Regions from separate parts of the Mus musculus genome. Here regions 1 and 3 are each linked to region 2. The links are chromatin contacts, called in public HiChIP or PLAC-seq maps. All regions are on one chromosome and are shown on one strand. Each heading gives the region's core, a stretch centred on a gene start, on an enhancer-like site or on the middle of the called end of the contact. The rest is flanking DNA. Distances are from core to core; before and after follow the strand shown. Region 1 overlaps Ppargc1a (peroxisome proliferative activated receptor, gamma, coactivator 1 alpha). Region 2 has its middle 89 kb from the start of Gm40302. Region 3 has its middle 38 kb from the start of Ppargc1a.

What was found. HiChIP or PLAC-seq counts read pairs in DNA pulled down with a chosen protein or histone mark.
Region 1: a contact with region 2 is called in an H3K27ac HiChIP or PLAC-seq map of heart atrium, with 13 times the contacts expected there. The contact joins two enhancer-like sites. A contact is called at or near these places in 2 of 484 Hi-C or Micro-C datasets (cerebral cortex and uterus) and 1 of 115 datasets of contacts at active chromatin or transcription factors (heart atrium).
Region 3: a contact with region 2 is called in an H3K27ac HiChIP or PLAC-seq map of heart atrium, with 12 times the contacts expected there. The contact joins two enhancer-like sites. A contact is called at or near these places in 1 of 484 Hi-C or Micro-C datasets (the G1E-ER4 cell line) and 2 of 115 datasets of contacts at active chromatin or transcription factors (SST interneurons and heart atrium).

What each region holds. Positions count from the first base shown.
Region 1 is chr5:51,527,951-51,531,590 of GRCm38.p6, reverse strand. All of the region lies in intron 2 of Ppargc1a (peroxisome proliferative activated receptor, gamma, coactivator 1 alpha), which reads left to right. Among named protein-coding and RNA genes, the nearest start is that of Ppargc1a, 24 kb to the left of the region's middle. Within about 2 kb of position 1,935, at least 13 of the 459 cell types and tissues checked have an H3K27ac peak or open chromatin away from gene starts, as enhancers often do. A contact at or near this core is called in heart atrium, where this site is marked.
Region 2 is chr5:52,039,281-52,043,023 of GRCm38.p6, reverse strand. It overlaps a transcript of Ppargc1a not described here. Among named protein-coding and RNA genes, the nearest start is that of Gm40302, 89 kb to the left of the region's middle. Within about 2 kb of position 2,258, at least 26 of the 459 cell types and tissues checked have an H3K27ac peak or open chromatin away from gene starts, as enhancers often do. A contact at or near this core is called in heart atrium, where this site is marked.
Region 3 is chr5:51,589,921-51,593,313 of GRCm38.p6, reverse strand. It overlaps a transcript of Ppargc1a not described here. Among named protein-coding and RNA genes, the nearest start is that of Ppargc1a, 38 kb to the right of the region's middle. Within about 2 kb of position 1,608, at least 35 of the 459 cell types and tissues checked have an H3K27ac peak or open chromatin away from gene starts, as enhancers often do. A contact at or near this core is called in heart atrium, where this site is marked.

The sequences.
Region 1 (3,640 bases), core at 686-3,185, 510 kb after region 2:
CCTAGCCATCCTGACCAATTGGGCTAAAAATAAGACATGTCAAGGATCTGAGAACATGTTCTCCAGGAGATGGTTTATAAACAGAGCCAAGGGTGACAGTGGCATGCTGTATGCCTGCCAGCTTGGCTGCAAACCTACCTTCTAACTCATCGAACAGATTTGCTGTGCAGATTAAGATATGAGGGAAACTTCAGTGCTGATGAGATACACAGCTGTGTTAGGCCATGTGTGTACATAACACATTGCTAAGGGTGCATGTTATCTGCTTTTCACCTGTATAGCTTGAGATCAAGGTGGGGGTAATTTTTCATATTCAGTGAAGTGCTGAGGATCTGGTAGTGTTCTAGGGTTCAAGGATCATGTGGGTTCCCCTGCCTATATGTATGGAACTAGCTAACTCTCACCCGAGTTCATAGAAATGAAGTTCTGCAGCATTACAATACACCATTCCCGACACTCTATTCCTTTTTCCAGGTCTCTTTTGACTTTCATGGTTTTGCTAGTCTCTTATCATCATTCTAGTAGTTTTCTTGTAGACAATCACAGTGAGAAGAACTTGCTTCTTGTGTTTAAGTGATCACAGGATTGTGCAGTTTACCATGATGTATGTATAGTGGTTACCTGGACTCTTGGAAGAATCAATCCAGGCTCTAGTAAGGAAACCTGGAGGGGGCAGAGGATGGCTAATTCTTCAGGTCTGTGGGTTTCTGGAGGCTGTGAACGTTCCCGTTCTTGCCTTCTTTGATGAGCTGTGATGGAGTTCAGTATGCAGAAGGGACAAAGGTAGATCCCCAGCTTTTCCTGGTTTCTCCTGTGAAGCTGCCATTCTGGTCACCGTTGTAGTTTTTGTAAGGGTGGTAGTGAACCTTCTTTAGATGTTTTACCTACAAGTTGAGGGCATCGGAACAACTTGTATGTTGTCAGGCATACTGTTCCTTTATTGGATGTTGTAGGGCAGAGCTGATCTTAATGGACAGTTATCAGCCATTTAAGAAGCAGCTTGGATGGAGCTTGCTCTGTGTTCACTCCACTGCAATACACTCAGTACGTGAGACGTATGATACAGGGACTCCCCTTAGGCGTTGCTTGTCTACTGAAGACACTCCTGCGTTAAAAGTCAGGAGATGAATCCTGCAGCAAAAGGAGAAATGAACATCAAGGAGACTTTACGATGACTGCAAATGTCTGCTGAAAAGGAATGAGAGGAAAATTGGTCACTGTTGTATCATATATTTACTCCTGAGATACAAACAAATAGGAGGTAACACAAACTTCTTCTTGTGTATAAATTACGTTTCCAGAAAGTAGACAAAAAAAGTGGGTATATATGTGGCAGTTATGGTATTTTTTGAGACAGGGCATCATGTACGTCAGGCTGACAGCTATGAGTGTTCCAATGTAGCCGAAGATGACCTTGAAGTTGCAATCCTCTTGCCTTCATTTCCTAAACACTAGGATTACAGACAAATGTCACCCCAGAGTACTGTTTTTTGTTGTTGTTGTTGTTTGTGTTTTGGATTTTTGTTTTTTTTGCATGCTAAGCAAATTCTCTATGAACTGAGTTACAGCTCCAAACCCACATAGTAGGTTTTTAATGACACGTTTTAATGAATTTACCTTCTAACCCGCGCTGTCTACTCTGTGGCTGTACTTGGCAATCCAACAGCTCATTAGATTTCAACAAAAGCAGCCCAGCTAAATAAGAAGGGTTCCTTAGTCAAACACCCCTGGGCAATATCTCTGAGAGCAAATGTGACAAATAGAATCAGAAATGAATTAAATAGTCAGCTACAGCAAGCCAAACTAAGAAGAAGAAGGAGAGAAAGTAAAAAGCCCTGAAATGACCAAAAATGGAAACATATTACAGTTATCTGCATTCACCGTACAGAGCAAGTTTGGTCATATTTAAGATAATTCTCTAGTGCCTGCTATTTTTAGCCCAAGGGTAATCTCCCTTAAGAGCCTTTCCAAGCTGCATCCCTTTAACCTGGCCCAACAGACTAAGCCAATAAGCTGTCTGCCTTGCCTTGTCTATCCAGGAGGAAGAGCAATGGTTAAAACAAATCATTTACAGGGAGAACACTCAGCCTATCTTGTATTAACGGCTTCCTTCATATAGATTTTTAAAACATCCCACTATTGAGTGTTGCCTGTCAGGGACCAAAATGTCCAGCTTTGCTGTTTGAAAATTGTAGACTCACGGATATGAAAAGAGGATTTTATAGGCCTGACCTAATGGAAATAAACATTACCCCATTACCTTCAGTGGAAGCAAATCTTTACAGTTCAAGCCATCGTTATTAATGGCTATGAGAAGAAAGAAACATTTCTAGGGGGTTATTTATTTATTTATTTTAGGCAAAGGAAGACCAGCGAGCTGTACCATAGCAAGTGAAAATTTTCTTAAAGCTTTCTCCTTGGTGATTTTGCAGTGTGTAATTTTAAAGCAGAAAGCAAAGAAGAAGCAGTTTAAAACAGTAGGCTGTGCTTTTTTGACCCCAACCAGTCCTGGGGCATATGTTCAATAAACTATCCCTATCTAACTGAAAGAAAAAAACGTAGGGTGTCTGTTTCTGGTATCATCCTTACATATTCAAAAGCTTTTGTGAGACTCTTGATCTGTCAGTTCTTGTCGGTCGGTCTGTCTGTCTCTATATAGTATATTCCAACAACTCCATCACCTCTTAGCATTCACTATCTTCATCAGAGAGAGAGAGAGAAGGTAGTGTTTATCCACATATGTGCATAGGTACAGATGTAGGCTCTCTAGGCAGAAGTCCAACTATGGGTCACAGCACCATAAAATGTTCTAGCTTCTGCTCAGCTCCCGAGAACCAATAGTTCTGACTGTTCAAGTTCCAGATTACTCTCTCAGGTTGACTAGTCTACCCCAGTCAGAAGACTACAATAGCTACTTCAGCACAAAGTCAAAGTCAGCTGAAGATGCTAAGCAGGAGGCAATGATTGCCAGATGCTTTCTGAGCTCGTGTGTTCTACATCACGTTAAGTAGGTGCAGTGGGGCAAACATGGTTGCAACCCAGGGCCTCAGGCTTCTGGAAGTTGTGTTCCAGGGCTGTACAACTGAGATTGTTTTACCCATACAATAGTCTAGTAGACTGAGGACACTTACAGAGACCTGAGACACCACACATGCATCTTTCAAGGCTCATCTAGAGTGCAGCACTACCTGAAATACCAGCCTTCTCATAAAGGTTTTATGGGGGACCTGGGAGGTGCCAGGCATCACCCTTGGTTATGTATGCTTTCTGTCTTTCCACAGATTAGGAGTGTAGAAGTTAGTATTTAACCAGGCTCCATTCCTGGCTCCCACTGTTTCTCTTCAGTGGCAGTAAAGTGTGATTGCCCTTCTTCCTCTGGAAATCTAGGAGCAATGGCTACCCTCATGGCTGTCTCCAAGGGAAGAGTTGTCCTGCCCAAGCTATCTTTTGACTCTTAGCTGATTAAACGGGACTTGGGATCTTCTGACAGTCAGGGTCCCAAAGGGCAGACTGCCAGGAGGTGTTTGGTGGTGCTTTGCTGGCCCTGCCTGATCTTTAGTCCCCTGTGAATCTGGCTGTTAATCTTTAGCACAAGGCTGACACTGCAATCCAGGGCACACAAGGTTGCCTAACTTCTTGT
Region 2 (3,743 bases), core at 1,009-3,508:
TTTGCTTTAAAGCAATAGTGATTAATAATGTGTCTCATTGATTCCAAGACGAGTACCCCCCACCTCCATTTTAGCATCTCTCAAATTGGATGCTTCTAACAAGTGATGGTGTATCATCATTTAATTGGCAGCATTTTTCTTTCTTAGTGGCACATAAAATAATGGTGTAGCTCACAATTGATAACATCTTCGACTTGATGAAAAGCACTAATAACAACTTGGCTCAGAGAAAGGATGGGCAGTGTGGGGAAGCATCAACACAGTGTGACATGAGAAGTCAGGGCAGGGCCCTGCTGGGGGCAGCATAACCTCTCTTCCATCCCATCTCCTGCTGTTCCAGCTAAGCCTGGTTAAGTGTTTCTTAACTGGATGGGTTTGTTTGCTTTCATCTCCTCCCAAGCAGGCCTTGGCTTTGATGGTGTCAAGTCTGTAACATCCTTTTACCATGCCTTTCTTCCCTTTGTTCCTTGCTCTTTTTTTTTTTTCCTTAGCGTATATTAATTGGCAGAGGAATGAATTACAACATGGACATTTCCCTGTGAGATTTGGTTGCACCTTCCCTTGTCTCCTATTCTCCATTGAGCTTCCATTCTGTCCTATAATCCCCTTCTACTTCAATGTCTTTTTCTTAGACATGGATTCTGCATGGGAGAGAAAACATAGCATTTGTCCTTCTGGGGTTTGACTTATTTTACTCCACTTTCATTAATTTTCTTGCAAACAAATGATTTTATTCTTCTGAATGGTCAAATAATAAATACTTTGTCACATGTATACATATCATAGTTTCTTCATCTAGTCATCCACTGAGGATGCCTAGCCTGAGTCTGTATTTTGGCAACTACTGCCTCAGTAAACACTGGTTTGCAGGTTCTCTGTTGCGTTCTGATGCTGAGTCTTCTGGGTGTATCTGGGATGAGTGGAATAGCTGGGTAGGTATATCTCCCTACCTTTGTAACAGAGAGAGAGGCCAGGCTCAAGGAACCTCCTGTCTTCACTTCTTTTATTTTTATAGTTCTGTCATATGTAGGCCATGAGACACTGGCTTTCCAGTTATAACAGTGTCTTGGAATTGCCTTTTGTAATAGGAATTTCAACATGAGTATCAATGATAACAACAAATACCATTAAGCACCAGGCAATGTGGATGTTATGTGGCAGTATCAAGAATGATGAATGTGAAACTCACTCCATGAACATGAGATGGTGGTGACCCCCCCCAATCCAGGAACCCCCCTCTTCTCCCTGTGCTTACCCATTCTGCTGCTCAAACCCTTCTCACAAACATCAGAACCCCACATATCATACGTGAGATTCTCTTAGACCAAACATCCTGTATGGCCATAAGATGTTGCTTGATATTTAATGGCTCTGTGGCTCTTATCTTTCTTACTGCAGTCAAAAAATGGGGACCTTACAGATAGGGACTGCTTTTTCACCCATCCCCGTGTCTTCTTAAGACCTTCTGAAGAAAAAAGACTGTGGCTATGTAAGAAAAGACAAAGAATGACGGAGTTACCAGGTATTTTGTACAAAGTCCCCTTATGCAGATGACAGATTTTAAAGTCCCCTTTTAAGTATCACCTTAAATAATGGTTCTGGAGGCGTCCGTAGAACTCACATCATTTATCAGTGTAACTATTAAGCAAGGAAGGTCATTGGGTCATCTACTACCCCTCATGAGTTAAGGAACCCTGGGGTAAAGACAAAGAAAGGCCAGGAGGATGTGTGCAATGCATGCTCTCTCTCTCTCTCTCTCTCTCTCTCTCTCTCTCTCTCTCTCTCTCTCTCTCTCTCTGGTGTGTACCCATGTGCATATCCACTGAGGAAGTGGTGCTCAATTGGGCTCAGAGGGTGTCTTCTGCTTGACTTCACTCTTCATTTGAAGTCGAAACGACAAAATCCAGTGACCAAAGATAATGGTAATCTAAGCAGAAAGGAAGAGAGATAAATAAAATACTAGCAGTTTTTATACTCCAGCAGCCCCGTTATCCTTTCCCGGGTCTCAGATAAGGAGCTCTGCTCGGCCTGCACAGCCCAGGCAATGGGAAGTGTGTGGAATCACAAAGACAGATACTGTTTTGCCAAGGCGCTCCTTCTGCCACCGGTGCTGTCTCCTGGGGTAGAAAAGCCAAAACCAGAATTCCAGACCACTAACTACCCCATCAGTTCAGGTGGACTCACGGTGCTTAAGCAGTGCCTCATAAAGCCCCCTTGTTTACGAATCATATCTCTGCCAACCGGGACGGATGCCAGAGTCCACCCGCTGAAGGGAGGCGATAAAAATAGGAGGCAGCTTTATGGGACACACCTTTTATCTTCGTGTGAGACTTTCAAAGCGGATCGCGCCGTTCTCTATCAAAAATAGCTCTGCTCAGCTCACAGTATGTTCTTGAAGAATCTGATGGGGGAGGGAGGCTGTGGCATGAGGCCTCGTGGTGCGCTTTAGGGCTTTCCGTTCCCCCTTTTAGGATTCGCTGGCCCTGAGGTGCTATCAACATGATAGGTTAATTGTACTCCAAGGACTGCTCTCGTACAGTCCAGACTGACACTGACATATGCTGGTCTAAGGCGTGAGAACCTTTATTTTTAAAGAAAAGATCTGCACTGAGTTGTCAATCACTTACAAAGGAAGGAGAGCTGGGTGTAATGATTTATGGCAACTGGGTGCATCTCGCTACCCTTTCTGCCTTGTTTCCTTGGGTCTTAGCTGACAGATCCAACAGGAAGGGGTAGATATTATGATTCTCCCAGTATCAGAGTTTCCTAGGGTCTCCCTAGTGCTCTCACAGCTGAATCGGAATGATAATTAATCTGGTCAATTTGCCATTAGGAGTTAATTTCTGCTGGTACCTTCTGGATCCCATGGCGGGTCACAATCCTGTGGTCCACTGATCTTTAAAAGAACAGATAGCAAGTCTGTCTCTGAGTCCATTGAAAGTGATTTACCAGTTTCATGTTAAATATATGGGACAGTTGGTCTTGCGACAGCAATGCAATTATTCTGGAAAAGAATTTTCAGTATGAAAATAAAAGAAAGTTAAAATAGTCATAATTTACTGCTCCCGAGTATGGGGCAGCTGTTTTCTGCCTCGATCTGTATTCTAATAAGTCTTTTAAATGAAGAGATTTATGAGATTATTTTAATTTTGATGTCTTTTTAATGCTTCATGCATTTTAAATACAACCTTTTAATAGTTTTTGAGATTGAAGAATTTAATTTTGTTTTATACTGCAGAAATAAATGTATTCTCAGGAGACCACACCACGATTGTGGTTTTTTTCCTTTGTGAAATCAGCACGCCCTCCGCATACAAGTCAGTTGCTAACCAGACCCTGTAAAGTCAGATCCGCAACTAAGTCTTTTCTAGGTGGGGTGGAACTAGCAGATGAGAAGAAAGAATGTGTGGCTGTGGTGGATTTCATCCTTTTCATTTGATTAATTAAGTAGTTAATTGATTACTTGTGTGTGATTGTGTGACGGTCTATTTGGGTGTGGGTGTGGGTGTGGATGTGGGTGTGTGTTTAGAGGTCAGAGAAACTCTTTGGGAGTTGGTTTTTCTCTTCTACCTTGTTTCCAGGTGTGTGTGTGGGGTGGGGCAGAGGTAGGTCTCTATCATTTCTGCTGAATATGCAACATACTGCAGGCATGATGACCTGTGAGCTTTCAGCCAGGTCTCCTGTCTTCACCTCCCCATCTTGCTGGGATTATAGATGTACACTGGCACTTCTGGTTTTTTCTG
Region 3 (3,393 bases), core at 359-2,858, 450 kb after region 2:
TGTCAAAATATTCTTCCTTTTAAAAATTAACTAGTTTCTCTTTTTTCCATCCCTGCACTGCAAACAGAAATTTTCTGCCCTTCATTGCTTTGTCTGTAGTTGCTGTTTTTAATCCCTATATACTTATATGTTGTGCTTTTTCTTCTTTATAAAATCATCTGTCTTTCCTAAAAGATTGTATTAGCAAAATAGGCCCTGAGTTTATTTCTCTTTCTGCTACTTTTTGGCTGTATGGCCCTAGGAACGTTGTTGCCTGTCTCCGGGCTTTTTTATTTTATTTGTTTATTTTTTTAGCCTAGAGGAGTGGTATCACCCCCCTCATAGGAAGGAGAATACACAGGGAAATTCCCATCAAATGATCTGACCTTGGTCCCTGTGGAGATACCCTGTGCTGTCTACTCTCCTGTACTTAGATTTCCTTCGAAATCTTTTGATCTATTGATCACTGCCTCGAGCTCTTATTTATATATTCTGTACAGCATTGTACTGCTTGAGATTTCCATTTGTTGATTGCATGAATAGATCACCTTCTTTTTCTTTCCTTACCTTCTGCCTATGCTATTATAACCGGTCGTTATTGTCTCTCTATTTCCAACACTGGGACTTTGGTCTCCGTGACTTCTTTTAAGACCTCTGACAGTTGTGTTTTGTTTTCCCCATTTTGTGCTAGGACATTGGAGCTCTGCAAGGTGAGGTCACATGCTAATGAGTGGTGCAGCCAGGCTTTGTAACTGGGTATATCTGACAACAAGGATCCTCATTCCTCCCCAGGATCCTCACACCTATCACTTGCTGGCACTTAGCACGCATCGCCTCTTTTTATCTTCTTAACAGCCTTGTAAATTAAGTATTATTTTTCTATTTTACTGCAGAGGATAAAGCTTAGAAAAAGACGTTAGGTAAGTACGCCAGAGGCACACAGCCAATAAATGTTCTCAAATCCAATGTCAGATGACAGCCCTCCACTTCCTTTCTGCTCTCTGCTTTGTGAATGAACCAGTGAGTAAGTTGAACGGGTCACCTTCCTACTCTCCTTCTACTAGTCTTTACTTCTTTGATTCTCTTTAAAAATATGTGAGTCTGCAAATAAAAAAATCTAAAACATGTTGTAGGTTTAAAAAAAAAAACCCCAAACACGTGGTGGTAGGGGGGTGGATACAGAAAAGTCAATATACCAAAGCAGTGTGGAGTAACCTTCCACCCAGAGTGGCTGCTTTCCTCCCTCACCAACCCCCTTTCCTGCCCTTGGCTTGTGTCCTCTTAGCCAAGAGTCACATTCTTTCCCTACCTCTTCCAGCACAAACTCCCTTTGGGGGTCCGAGTTTCCCTGCTGTGGCACTTGGCATAACGTGCTACACACACATTTGCAAAACTAATCAAGTGTGGAAGGGACACAGAGTCCCAGCACTCCAAAGGTGGCAGCCACCACAGCTGCAAGTCCCTCTTTGCTAGCGCCAGAGGTGTGGAAGTGCAGGTGACTCTCCAGAACTCAGCCTCAGTTGTCCTCCCCTGGGATGGTGGAGCAACAGAGGCCATAGCAACGGAAAATGCCACTGAATGCTCCACGCGGTGGCATGTGCTGGCTGCCTCTGGGAGCCTTACGTTCTAAGCCAAAGTTCAGCTGAAGGGCAGTAGCCGTGCCAGCGAGTCATGCGACTCTCATGTTGGTTAGTGTGTCACTTTGAACGTTCTTATGTGATATTATTATGACTAACCCAGTGCTGACAGCATGAGACAGATTACAGGGTCCATGTGACAATTACCAAAGACATCACTGACTGAACTGTACAGTTTACATTAACTCATTACTTCTCAGATTACGATCCCGTAGGAATTTGACCCCTTAAGAGCCTGGTTAGGGGAGAAAGGGGAGAAAAGCAGAAAAGTCCCTTGAATCCTGAAAAATTCCACAGGTTCCCCATTTGGGTGGGCTTTGGGACACAATTTATTTTGTTCAAAAGCTTGTGTGGTATATGTTTTTTTTTTTAACTTTTTTTTTTTCTAAATCAGTGGTGATAGTTGTTCATGTATCAAAATCTTTCTTTTCTTCTGCCTCGTACTGATAAAATGTTGTGCCTTTGTTGGGGTTAAGGTTGGTATTTATGATACTAGAGAACTGAATGGCAGTCCTAGCCAAAGAAATAGCCCTTCAGCCTTGTACCTAAATGTCATAGCTGAGAGGGCGTTACACCCCACCATATGATTGGCATCTTAGATGGTGCAAAAGAAACACAGGAATTGCTGTTATTTATTATTTATATTTTGCCCCCGAGTGCATCTGGGAAAGCACAATGATAGGCAGCCCTGCAAGGACTGTGCCATCAAAAATGGCATTCACAGTCACTCACGGGGCAGAGAAGGATTTTGCTGTGTTTGAAGCCAGGTGCAACAAAATAAATGGTCTTTGAGTCTGAATAGAAAAGAAACTTCAAATCTGGTTTGGAGCCATAAAAGTAAATAAAGCAGGGTGTCTGGATGAAAATTCTGATGTTATCCTTGGAAGCCGTGCAAGGTGCTAACATACAAATAAAGTATGCTAGAATGACAGACAGTGAGGCTGGTAAACTTGTGAAAGGTGTTCCATAGCCATAGTAGGAATGCTTCTTTGATGAGCTTAGGGCCTCTTTAACACTCTGCTATAAAGTGGAACAATACTAATATCTTCCTCATAGGGCTATTAAAAAGATTTAATGAGAAGAGCCTTGTAAAGACTTAGTCTAGGGCAAATGAATGCTCAGTAAAAGGTGTCAGGTGTTAGCCTCCTCATTATTCCAGTTATTGTTATTATCTCTAGGAAAATGATCCATAGAAGAAGGCAGCAAAATGTGAATCCTTGATTGAAATGTTGTCGTTTCTGGGAGGATTCAACCTTGGGACTGTCTCAGCCCTTTTCCATTGACATCAAAGCCATTCTAAGCATTGGCCCTTCCACACACTGATTTCCACACACAGGTATTTCCTGTCTACAAATAGCTGGTACTGAACCTGTTGTTGGCATCTAGCTATGTTCACATGCAGCCCCAGCAGGGCAGCATCACTTCCAGCAAGGACTGCATGGGAGTCTAGGATAGCTTTGAGTCAGCAGCTTTGAGAGTCATCCCTGTTGTCCCGGGAAACTCAGCTCTGGCTCCGAAATCGCACATGAAGTTCTATCACAAAGACTTGTGGTTAACTCAGCCTGCATCCTTAGATGTTGGGTTAACACTCGTGCACTATGATGTGAGCACAATCCAAGGATTTCATGTTTTCATCTTGAAGAACGTATCCAAGCCTTCTTCCTACCTTGCACAGCACCTGGTCTCATGCTGTGGGCACCATACCATAGCATCATTTTATGCAGGGGTGCTCTGTGCATTTCCCTGTTTGACACAACACTTAAATCCAATTTTTGTG